Linked DNA regions of Mus musculus: region 1 is linked to region 2. Evidence: chromatin contacts called from public promoter capture Hi-C data. All regions are on one chromosome and are shown on one strand. Each heading gives the region's core, a stretch centred on a gene start, on an enhancer-like site or on the middle of the called end of the contact. The rest is flanking DNA. Distances are from core to core; before and after follow the strand shown.

The links. Promoter capture Hi-C pulls out the DNA fragments that hold promoters and counts their contacts.
Region 1: a contact with region 2 is called in a promoter capture Hi-C map of hippocampal neurons, with 8 times the contacts expected there. The contact joins the enhancer-like site here to the promoter of Tex29 in region 2. A contact is called at or near these places in 5 of 39 promoter capture datasets (cranial neural crest, frontonasal cranial neural crest, hippocampal neurons and 2 more), 2 of 484 Hi-C or Micro-C datasets (both in cortical neurons), 1 of 115 datasets of contacts at active chromatin or transcription factors (large pre-B cells) and 4 of 9 other capture datasets (adipose tissue, embryonic stem cells, liver and 1 more).

What each region holds. Positions count from the first base shown.
Region 1 is chr8:12,621,353-12,627,176 of GRCm38.p6, reverse strand. It overlaps Tubgcp3 (tubulin, gamma complex associated protein 3), which reads left to right. Exons shown (of 22, transcript NM_198031.1): 18 at 2,064-2,152; 19 at 2,228-2,359; 20 at 5,238-5,378. Among named protein-coding and RNA genes, the nearest start is that of Tubgcp3, 48 kb to the left of the region's middle. Within about 2 kb of position 1,261, at least 3 of the 459 cell types and tissues checked have an H3K27ac peak or open chromatin away from gene starts, as enhancers often do. A contact at or near this core is called in hippocampal neurons, where this site is marked.
Region 2 is chr8:11,838,029-11,843,537 of GRCm38.p6, reverse strand. Tex29 (testis expressed 29) reads right to left here and starts at 3,017. Exons shown (of 7, transcript NM_029326.1): 1 at 2,897-3,017; 2 at 2,562-2,656. The coding sequence starts at 2,619.

The DNA.
Region 1 (5,824 bases), core at 12-2,511, 790 kb before region 2:
TTCCTGGAGCTCTGGTGGGTGGTAGGCAAGAGGTCTGGTCGAACCCTTGTTAAAGTAGGTTGTAAAAAATAATGCCTACAGAGTAGCTATGTCCTCTGTGTGGGAACAGATATGCAGGCTACTCGGCAGGTTGGCAAGCCTCCTCCCTACCAGTTGTTTACTGCTCCTGTAAAGATGGACCTTCCAGCTTCTTTGGACTGTGGAAGTTTACTTACTGTCTCACGTCCCTCCTCTGTCTGGTGGGACTGTTTCTAGTCAAAGAAAATTGCTGCAGATCAGCTGTATTCGTGGATAGAATTCCAAGTTGTGGAGCAGACCTGTGGAGTGGGCTACTCTTCTGAGGGTCCTGTGCTGGGTGGGCACACTCCTGGCTGATGGCTACATATAGCCATGGGGAAATGGCACCCGTGATGTGGACACACAGCTCTCTTCCGCTGTCTGGGGTCTTCACGGCAGCCATAAGAAGTCTGGTGTTTTGTAAGGAAGGTGTAGATACATTTCTAACAAATAAGCTGTGACTTCTGACCAGGGAAGCGTGGGGACCCTGGGGTCTGTCCATGGGGAGTCCCTGGACGGCCTGCCTCTACACAAAACCTCTTTGTACACATCTGTTGCCTGACTCTTCCTGGTGAGTCTGTTCACCTCAGATGGAGTAGGCAAGAGCAGGATCCCACTGAAATTGAGGTTGGTGAACCACTGAACTTAATTGGGATCACACACAGGAGTAAGGACACCTTCCAAGTGGCTTGGAAACAAAGGAGAGTTCCTCTCTCCTCCAGTGATTAGTAATTGCTTGTATTCCTCAGGGAAGGGCTGAGAGGACTCAGTGCTGTTGTAGACCTCTTCCCCAGGAACTGCTAGTGGGCTTGACCTTTCAAGAGTCAGGATAATGACAGCTGCTCTGATTGGAAGATGGCTCGGCTACATCATGACCAGAGGGCAGTTTTGCAGTGTCCTGCAGTCTCATTAGGAAGCCCAGGAGCAGCATCTGCCATTTGTGTTTCCCTCTTACTTTCCAAAGGAATGCTTTCCTGAGCCCTCATCAGATTCTTAGGGCCAGACTTGCTACTGCCTGCTCATGTGACTGTGTGCGCTCATACACTGGTTTATGTGTATGCTCTGGGCTACGTTAAATTCATTAAAGCATTTACGACTTTTTTATTTGCTTTTATTTTGTTTTTCATTTGGGACCGTGCTTCCATCTGTCCTCTCTTGAGCACACATGCTCACTGCACCAAGACAGCAGTGCCTCTGTAACCCTGGAGATGTGTCTTCTTTGATGTCATCCTCTCTCCTGGAGCCACAGTTCCTCAGAGCCTCTTTAAACATCCTACAGGCCAGAAATTAAAAATGTAGCCAAAGCCAGTGCTGTTCTGCTCCCTGTGGAGCGAGGGAGGCCTTTCCTGCTTCCTCTGGCTGCCGATGCTGGCGGCATTCTGCACATGCATATCAGCTCCCTGGGATCCTGCCTTTTTTCTTACTGAATTAGGGCCCACCCCGAGACCCTCTTGTCTCAGAATGAGTAGGGAGAAATAGCCATTCCTTGCATAGTAGATGGACTGGTTGCATATAAGATATAAAATAAGGCTTCTATTTATGCATGATGCTCGTTTCTATAAAATAAACTTTTATACTTAGCTGTGTGAAATGTGTGTGTACGTATGTATATGTACGTATATGTGTGTACGTGTGTATGTGTGTGCCAACGAATGAGCACCAGAAGAGGACAGCCGGTATTCTCTATCAGGATGTACCTTACTCTCTTGGCTGTCAGCCGGCCAGCCCCTGAGATCTTCCTTGGCCCTCTAATACTGGAGTTATAGGCACGACCATGCTCAGGCCTTTACATGGGTACTGGGGACATGAAGTCAAGTCCATATGCTTTAAAGCAAGCACTCTCAGTCTAGTCCTTTCGCTAATGCACAAGAGTGGGTGGAGAGCTTCTGGTCTCTGGCATCTGGAATGAGGCTTACTTATGGCTTTGTTAGCAGGCAGCTTGTGGGCACGGGGGTCTGTACTAGCACCAGGACCTCCCTTCCCTGATGACACTCCATCTTTTGCAGAGTTCTCTGGGGTGCTTCACCAGTGCCACATCCTGGCCTCAGAGATGGTGCACTTCATCCACCAGATGCAGTACTACATCACCTTTGAGGTGAGTCAGCTAGCCGCAGTGTGGTGCAGCGGTGAGGTGAGCAGGCCCCCCCAGAGTCTCCACGTGTCCTTTCAGGTTCTCGAGTGCTCCTGGGATGAGCTGTGGAACAGAGTGCAGCAGGCCCAGGACCTGGACCACATTATTGCAGCACACGAGGCGTTCCTGAACACCATCACCTCCCGCTGTCTCCTGGATAGCAACTCCAGGGTAAGGCTCACTCCTGCCAGCCAGGACGGAGACTGTCAATCTTCAGGTGCTGCCGCATCAGTGACTGAGAAAGGTTCTCACACTGACTGCCACCCCCCCCCCCCCCGTTTTCATTGTCTTAGTCAGTTAATGGCACGGGGCTGCATAAGTTTAACAGACTATATTCACAGAGCTGTGAGGCTCCCATAGCCCAGGGCTTTCAGCTTGGTTCTTTTCTTGTTTAGAGCCTCTCTTCTGGAAAGCTGTGTGCTCTGAGTAGCAAGGCTTTCTGGATTCTGATTTTTCTTTAAAGGTCTGGGTTGAGAAAGAACACATTCTGAGTGTCAAGCAGTGAACTGCGCATCAGGCTGACTCCTTGAGAGCATTTCTCACAGTGTGCGTGGTCGGGATATTCTGGGTTCGTGTCCAGCTTCTGCCTGGACTTTACCGAGGCTTTTGTTTTGTTTTCTGTTTGTCTGCATCAGCCTATGCTGGGGAGAAGTGTTTGGATAAACATAATTATTAAAGAGTATGCGTGTGTGTGCATGTGTGTGTGTGTGTGTGTGTGCGCGTGCGTGTGTGTGTGTGTGTGTGTGTGTGTGTGTATGTGAACATCTAGTGATCAAAGATAACTCTAAATGAAATTTGCTTTCTAGATGCAGAGGAGGTGGAATAGAGTGCTAACATCCTTTGAACAGAATTAGTAACTCGTGAAATGGGCTTCTAAAGTCATCTGGGGTCCTGCTGACTATTCCCACTAAGTCCAGTCTCGGAGGTTGATAGTACAGTGGGTTTCACATCTGTTACCTGGCATGCATGTTTGTTATGGAAGTATTTCTTATGGCATCAGTATACTGGTGACTGCATAATGGTACCCACAGGTCCTGGCCATTCTCTGTAATGTGCTTAAGACATGAAGCACCCATTTGTGGGTCAAAGTCAATGTTCAGGCAGATGGTGGCCTCTCATTGTGAATCCAGGGTTCTCTTTTCAGAGGCACAATGTAAATTTGTGGAAATTAAATTATATGATTCACCATGGCAACCAACTCGTAAATGCAGCTGCCGCTCTTTTCAAGCTGTAGAAGTCAGGTTATATGTCGTTCTGCAAAGGAAACAGGTGTGGACGTCACCAGGTGTATTGCTCTTCAGCAAATGTTGGAATTGCTAAGGACTTCACCCACACTGGCATCCTGCATTCTATGGCTCTGCTGACCATGGGGCTGAGCTCATAGAAGATGGGAAATGTCTGTGTGAGACAAGTTGAGTCACCCTAATTCTTGAATTTATAGAATAGCTGTAGATGTGGCAAAGTCCAAAGAGTCTTCTGCCTATAGGGAGGTAGTTCTAGGGACTAGTTGTTTGGAGTTGGTCCCCAGCCAGCCTCACTGAAGGAGCGCTGCCTTAGGCTCCCTTAGCCCTGAGGTTGTGTCTTAAGCTGTTCAGTAAGCCGATTGGGTGTTGTTTGCTTGCTTTAGAAACAGGGTCTCAGACTAGCCTGGAATCTGTGATTGTCCTGCCTCAGCCTCCAGTGTTGAGATTATAGGTATGAGCTGCCACAACTGGCTCCAGAACATTTTGTCATTAGTTGTTCCTAAGAAAGAAGTCTATTATATAAAACAGTAAAAAAGTAATGTTTTGGACTTATTAATTTTAAGTGTGGTATTTTCATATTTTTACACTGTGAGGAAGTCAGTTGTCATGATCCAGTTAAGGTGGGGAAATGACAGTTGCAGACATGTGTGTATCTCCGTTTGATTGTGCAGCATTGAGGGAAAAAGCCCTGAGCAGCACAGTAGAAAGGGCAGCTCAGACCCTCAGAGCAGACTGAAGAAGCCCACAGTGCATGCTCCACTCAAAAGAAGTATCAGTTAGTAAGCTCAGGGACGTAGTACTCAAAAAACAAGTTGTTCTTGTCATGACTACAATAGAAAAATAAACCAGGCAGTTATAACCATATTAAAATTTAAACAGGACTGTCTCCTTTCTTTGTTTTCTAATGTTTCATAAAATAAATTCTGACAGAGATCAGGACACTTGCTTGAGACTGCATTCATCATGAGCCACATGGCTTGTGGCATGCAGCGGCATCACCTGATCAGGCCTTCTGTCTCCCTGCGCTGCTGTGCAGGCTAAAGGCCCTATTGCACTGTGCACTTTGCACGAGTCCCTGTGTTCTTAGGTTAGTGTGCTCGCAGAGTTGCTCAGCAAAGGCTCCAGTCTCACGTGGGTGCAGAGTTAGCTCAGCTGTCATTTTTGCTGCTTGACATCTCAGCAGGACAGGGCAGGACTTTGACTGAGGATGGCTTATATGTTCAGAGACTTGGTCCCCAGTTAGTGGAACAGTTTGGGAAGGATTAGGAGGTGTGGCCTTGTTGAAGGAGATGTGTCACTGGGAGTGGGCTTTGATGTTTCAAAAAGCTGGTACTAGGCCCAGTCTCCTCCCTCTGCCTTCTGCTTGGGGATCAGATGTAAAGCTCTCAGCACTGCTCCAGTCCATGCATGTCTGCTTCCCACTATGGTAGACATGGCCTAACGCTCAGAAACTGTAAGCAAACCCCATTAGGCTCTTCAAGAGCTGCCTTGATCATGGTATCTCCACACAAAGCAAGGACTAGGAGGAGCTTGTCCATTTTTGTGTTGCTGTGTGGCTCTGGAGGTGTGTACACAGGTCTAGGCACACACAAAGCACCTATGTGGTATTAGCATGTCTGTGTCCTCAGTTCACACTTGCAGTAGATGTTACTTAAGGACAGCCCACTCTTAGGGCTTCTGAGTCACACACACTCTTCCAGTCTCCCCGAGCTTTAGAGGAGGCAACCCCAAAGCACACGAATATTTAAGCAGAGATGCCTCACTAGCATCTGAGGCTCTGTTCATTTAAAATGCTGATTTTTCAGGTGCTTTTAAACCAACTGAGAGCCGTGTTTGACCAAATCATTGAACTTCAGAATGCCCAGGACGTGATGTACAGAGCAGCTCTGGAGGAGCTGCAGAGGCGTCTGCAGTTTGAAGAGAAAAAGAAACAGCGTGAAATTGAGGTACGTTTTTAACTCCTGTTTTCTCGTGGCTGGCCAGTCGCCATGAGCGGTGGCAGTAGCGTTTCTGCTGAATCTCCACACTGAGGCAGCATGCAGCCTACTGTGAGTCGGAGGAAGCTGTGCGCGCTGTCAGACTGAGTGCTCACCTCACTGCTGTCGCCAAGCTTCAGAACCCCAGCAGTGGTGGTATCCCAGGGTCTCTACCGCAGCCTCAGAGTCGGCTGCTGCTGTCACTACCGGGAAGCTGGCTTGTTTAGTGACTCACATGAGCTAGGTTTCCTTAGAACATTTCTGTGTGTTCCCAATGTCCTGGAATTAATAAGATCCATCAGACAGATCAGGCTGTTGGTGGGGTTTCTTGCTCTTGCTAGCCTGGGTCTCTGCTCTTTCTAGGTGCCTGGTCTTGGGGTAATGAAAGGCAAGTCGTGTAGTTGGCACAGTGAGGT
Region 2 (5,509 bases), core at 1,768-4,267:
AAGGGTCTGGAAGAACACTTAACAGGGCCGACGTGGACTAGCTGGGTTCTTCTCTGCCAGGTGTCCTAGCAGCCTCTGTGCCTCCATGTGGGTAGACGGCAGGCTCTGTTCTGCTCTGGGTTGATCTATTATGTAAAGCAGTGGCAAAGCTCTTCAGGCTTTGCCCTGCCCCGAGAGACTTCACGTTGAGGATGAAGGAAGACTGTGAATCTGGGTGAACGGCAGCACCAGGTGACAGGAGCTACCCAGGTGGGACTTAACTCTAAAAGTAGAAAGGATACTGTCCTGTACATTTTTCAAAAATAAATGAGATGTGTCCATGGTGTTACATGCACAGACTATGGGAAGATATCAGGATAAAAGCGATATCAGGATGTATGGATGCTCTTAAGATCAGACCAAGAGCTTGCTGGACACACCACAGGGAAGGTGTAACTCCCTCACCTGGACCATTCAAGGACACCTCACACTGTGGTAGCAGCAGAATCACTGACCTGTTTCCTGGCCACCCCAGTGTGCATCTGGACCAACAGAGAACTCCCAGCGGTCTCAGGGGCTTTGTCTCGGTTGGGTGCCGACCGATGATGTCATCTCAGTTGTCAGTGCACCGTTCAGTGTCACCTTTCGCTGTTCCAGTCTCCACCATACCTTGTGCCCGCAGCTCAACTCTGCTGCTGTAGCTCAACTCTATCCCGACCCCAAGCCTCTGTATCTCTATCAGCAGCCCCAGATTCTGCTCTTGTCCCTCTTTGGAAGTCCTTGAACTCTCCTGAGCCCTGTGTAGCCCTGTGTTGCCCCCCTCTGTTTGTATATATATCTTACACACATATATGTACACATATATAATCAGTATATATTAATGTATGTTATATTAATATATTTATTATTTATATATAATTTATTGTATAATTAATAAAATTAATGTTATATATAATAAATATTAACATATCATATAATATATTCACAGAGGTGTTTTACTGTGTGATGTGTGATCTGAAGACTGATATTAATAGTTACAACTGAACTTTAAGAACCTGTGCTCAGTTGGCTGAGAAAGTGAATGTGCCAGACCAAGTCTGCCAACAAAGCTGTTGAAATGTGAATGCATTGTTATCCAAAAAATCCCAACACTGTAGAAAGAAAACATAGCTTCACCTCTCTACATTTTCCCAACAAGCCTTTGAGGCTCAAAGGAACAATAGGAGTGTGGTCCCTGTCATTTACCGTGGAGGCAAAGCATAGGTCCACAGCTTGGGAACACCAGGAAATCTGGACACCAAGCGGGGATCATTTCATGCCCCAGGGCTACAGCTCAACAGTCCCTAGATACGTTATGCACCCCTAAAACAGCCTCCTGCCCCAAGACACAGCTTACCTGTATCCTGTGGTCTCCTCTCAGCTGCCCCCTGAAACCTGCAGTGGGGTGTCCCAGCTCCAAGCTTAGGTTTTCAGGGCCAGTGTCCAACAGCTCCCAGGAACCTCTTGCAGAGGTAGGTAGGTACTGATCCCACCCCATGAAGACAGTTCCCCAGGGCTCCTAGCTGTAGATGGAGACCAAGAGGCTGCACACAAGGACCTTAAGGACAGAGTTTTTCCACCCTTTGTTATAGCTACTGCTCTCCCAGTGGGAGACGACAGAGCCACTGGATCCCAGCCAAACATACAGAGCAGCCGCTCTGATTTGGCCCAGTAGTTTCTGCTGCTCTCTGTGGCTCCAGTCTGCCTACATCTCCGGCATGGCTTCCTTGTTCTGAATCAGATATCGCAATCGGTCCTTTTAAGAGTCTTTGGCCTGTGGAGGTGTCTGGCCCCAGCATGACCTAATGCCTCCCCAACCCCACCGTGGCTGAGCCTCCCCTCCCACTCCCAGCCTCGAGGGAGAAGTTGGCTTTCTTTCAGGGAATCCCATAGAAACACGCCTGGCCTGCCTTCCAAGGGAGACAAACAAAAGATGAACACATTTCTTCTCTGCTTCTCCATGTCATATGGCATAATAGCAATGCATAAATACATGCACCATTGAGGAGAGAAAAAAAAGGAAGTTTCAAACAGTGAGATTTGGGAGGGAAGGTGACAGTCCCCAGTGGTCTGAGGCTCCTCCTGCGAAGCACGCAATTCTAGAAGGTTTTCCTGCCTGACTTAAAGTAAATGCAATTATACCATGCACAGTCAACGTGCCTTTGAGAAAATCATATTTTTGCACGACTTCCACACCCAGGGTCAAGTGTCTAATGCCTGCTTACATACCTAGTGGGGAGGAGAAGCGTGCTCCTTGTTGTAAAAAAGAACGTATTCTATAAAAGCCACTTCCGAGAGATGAGAGCTTTAAAGTGACTGAAGAGTATAACCAACCAAAAGCCCTGGGACTCCCTGTTGTTTCTTGAGCTAGTGTGAGAAATCCCAAGGGGCTGCTCTGTAATGGCTCAAGACTCAGAGATCTCAAGGTGGCTCCATGGGGTAACCTGGAAACACACGTCCCTGCTTTCCTTGATCAGATAAGCCAGACGGCACGACAGCCAAACTCTCCATGCAAACAGCCCCAAGAGTCTCTTCCATGTTACCTGCAAACTTCTTCAGGAGATGTGGTGGGGACCTCTTGATTTCTTTGGTGTCTTTCATGGTAGCAGCTGGCGGGGGATACAGGGATCAAATATGCCTGGAAGACAGGAAACCTCAGCACAGGGAGTACAGGAGTTGTACACTTAAAAGATAGCTTAGGCCACCTCAGCACACAGGGACCTCCGAGTATTCACACCTGAAGACAGGTCAGTCAGGACACCTCAGCACAGGGTGGCAGTGTGGCCATCTTTGGGGCGTTTTGTACGGGTACTAGAGAATTAACAGGCCAAACTTTGAGGGCTTCTCCTGGCCTCAGGGTGGAGGGGTAGTCACCAACCTGTCCATCAGTTCCAGAACTGAGGTCTGTGCACTGCCTCTCTGGTAGCCTCTAAGAAGGAACAATGTTTTGGTTAAGCCACGAACTGGCTACCTCAGCTTCTTGTCTACGGCTCACAAGTAGCTGGAGGTCAGGGTGGACAGAAGGAAACCAGTCCCTGCTTATTGTGACATCATTTTGAAGCTCAAGGTCATAAAAGGGTTACACAGCACCTCATTCTATGGACTGGGTATGGAGAGAGGGGGCCAAGCACACTAATGGGCTGGGGAAATCTCCCCTGTGTAAGGTACTGTTCTGAAGCCTCAAGTTAGAATCCAAGTTGCTCCTTCCTGAAAGCGTGGTGAGCTTGGGAGCAGGATCATATATTTAAATTTCGCCATGTGACTTTTGTTTTCTGGGAGTGTTTTCGCAAACACTACTAGGGTGCAACCATGAACAAAACAAGGTCCCCTCTATCCACAGGAGAAGGAACAAGGCCCTGTGAGTCCTATGCCTCCATCCTCAGAGTGGGCCCCTTCTGCTTATCACAGTGCAAGCATGCCCTTGGAAGGGGGCTGTGACAGTGACAACCTTCCTTTTGCTCCTTGCTGGAAACTGCCATATGTTTCAGTATTTTCCAGGTGTTGCAAGAATCCCAAGTAGGTCAGGGCTGGGAAGTGAGCTGCTGGAGATGGTCCCCTTTCTAACTGCAATGCTCTGTGGGGACCCTCCCTGAGGTACACCACTGAAGGCCAGCACAAGGCTCTGGAGCCTGCGGAGGCCGCAGTGCTCTCAGCTCTTGCTAATGTAGATGCAGTATTTCATTAACTTGGTTTTATTTGTAAACAAATGTGGTTGGCATTTAATAACCAAGAGGATGTGTATAAGAAGCAGCTCTTGCAAACATGGCAACTTTTACAGAAATAAAAGCTGGTGGCTGCATAATATGAAGGAAATTAATTATCCTGGGAGCTACTGCTCCCTGGGGTGAAGCTGTTTATCAGCCATCACTGAGGCAGCAAGCACAGCCAGGTGTGGAGGAACTGGCCGCTGTCTTGCATGTGGAGGGTGGGGAAACCAGGGACTGCCTAGCAAGGCTCCCTTGCTCTCAGTTTTTCCAATCCGCCAAGAGCAGAACCCTGCCACAGGGCAGAACTGAGCTGCAGGAACACCTGGGCTCGGCAGAGGCAGGGACCCAGGTCCCAAACAGCCCAGGGCTCAGGTCCCCAGTGAGTTCCGAGGGAAGGTGTGTGCATGCTCCCAGCCCACAGTGCCACGGCCAGAACCAAGAAACTGGGCCCACAGAGCACCTTTGAGTCATTACTCAGACCAGGTCTGGGTCGTCTCCCGTGTCTGCCCTTTGATGGAGACCCCTTGATGCCAGTATTGACCAGTATTAACATCTTCACAAGGTTCTTACACAGTCTTGCTAATTTCCACCCCCTCACAATCTGCAGAACTTCTTTGAGATGTAGAACAGAAACAAACAAGTCCAGGGCTTCCTAAGCATGGCAGGAGACAGGTGAGAAGTCAGCACCCTCGTACTCTGGGACCTCAACCATTCCCACTGTCATCTGTTTCAACCGCCATGGCTTCAACACCCTCCGATCTAAAGGTCTTCATCTTTCACTTTATTTCTATTTAATACTTTTCGTTATTAATAAAAATCGACTATCTTGCTCCTGGCCTATTGAAAACTGATCTCTAGACAAATATTCTATCTTGCACCATGGTTTCGAACACACGTTTATATTTTTTACACAAACACTATCGTTGGCAGCGGTGAGTGTTCCAGTGGGGTTTCTGTGACCTGTGCACCCTCTTTCTGCCTTCACTTCCCAGGCGGACACTGGGTCAGTGGTGAATGAGACCCCTCTTCTAGTCAGAGAAGCTCGCCTTTCCGTGGTCACTAGTGTGCTACCTGTTGACAGTAAGCCCTAAGCCCCAGAAGACAACCAACCACATATCCGTTACACAATCTGCAAAGCCGAGGGCCTGGTTAGAGCAGTGAAGAGCTGGAATGATACAGCTCTACATCCAAACAATCCAGAGTTGGCCTTAGCCCTGCAACAGCCATTCATCACCCTACTTCTGGGTTAGACCTAACATTTACCTTAACAGGTGAAGCCTGTTAAAATGTATCAATATACCATTAGCATCCACACAGCCAAGAGCTAAGGATGTAATTTCATAGCATCTGAAACCTACTATGAAACTCCCCTGTTGCTCCGTGCATGCCCCCACCAGGGTATCACTAAAGGTATTAAAGTGTGAATGTCATTTGATTTGTGACTGTGGGTGTCCGTGCAACTGTTCCTGGTCACTCCGATTTGTTTCGTGTGATGGGAGCTGATACTTATGTCTCCTGTGACCCCAACAGTTCCCAGAAGATGAGGGAGTGTCCAGACCACAGCTATGTTAAGCAGTGCACCTGCTTGATGCTTACCTAGCCATTACAGGGCCTCCCTTCTACACACCTGCCCTCAGGATTTCCAAAACAGCAGAAAGTAACTTAGAGCAGAGAACTGTCCCCATTTAAGGAGTGCCTAAGGGGGTGAATTCTGTTAAAGGTACCTTGAGGCCTGGCCTGTGACTGGCCACAACACAGGCCAGTGCAAACCTTCCCCAACAGCA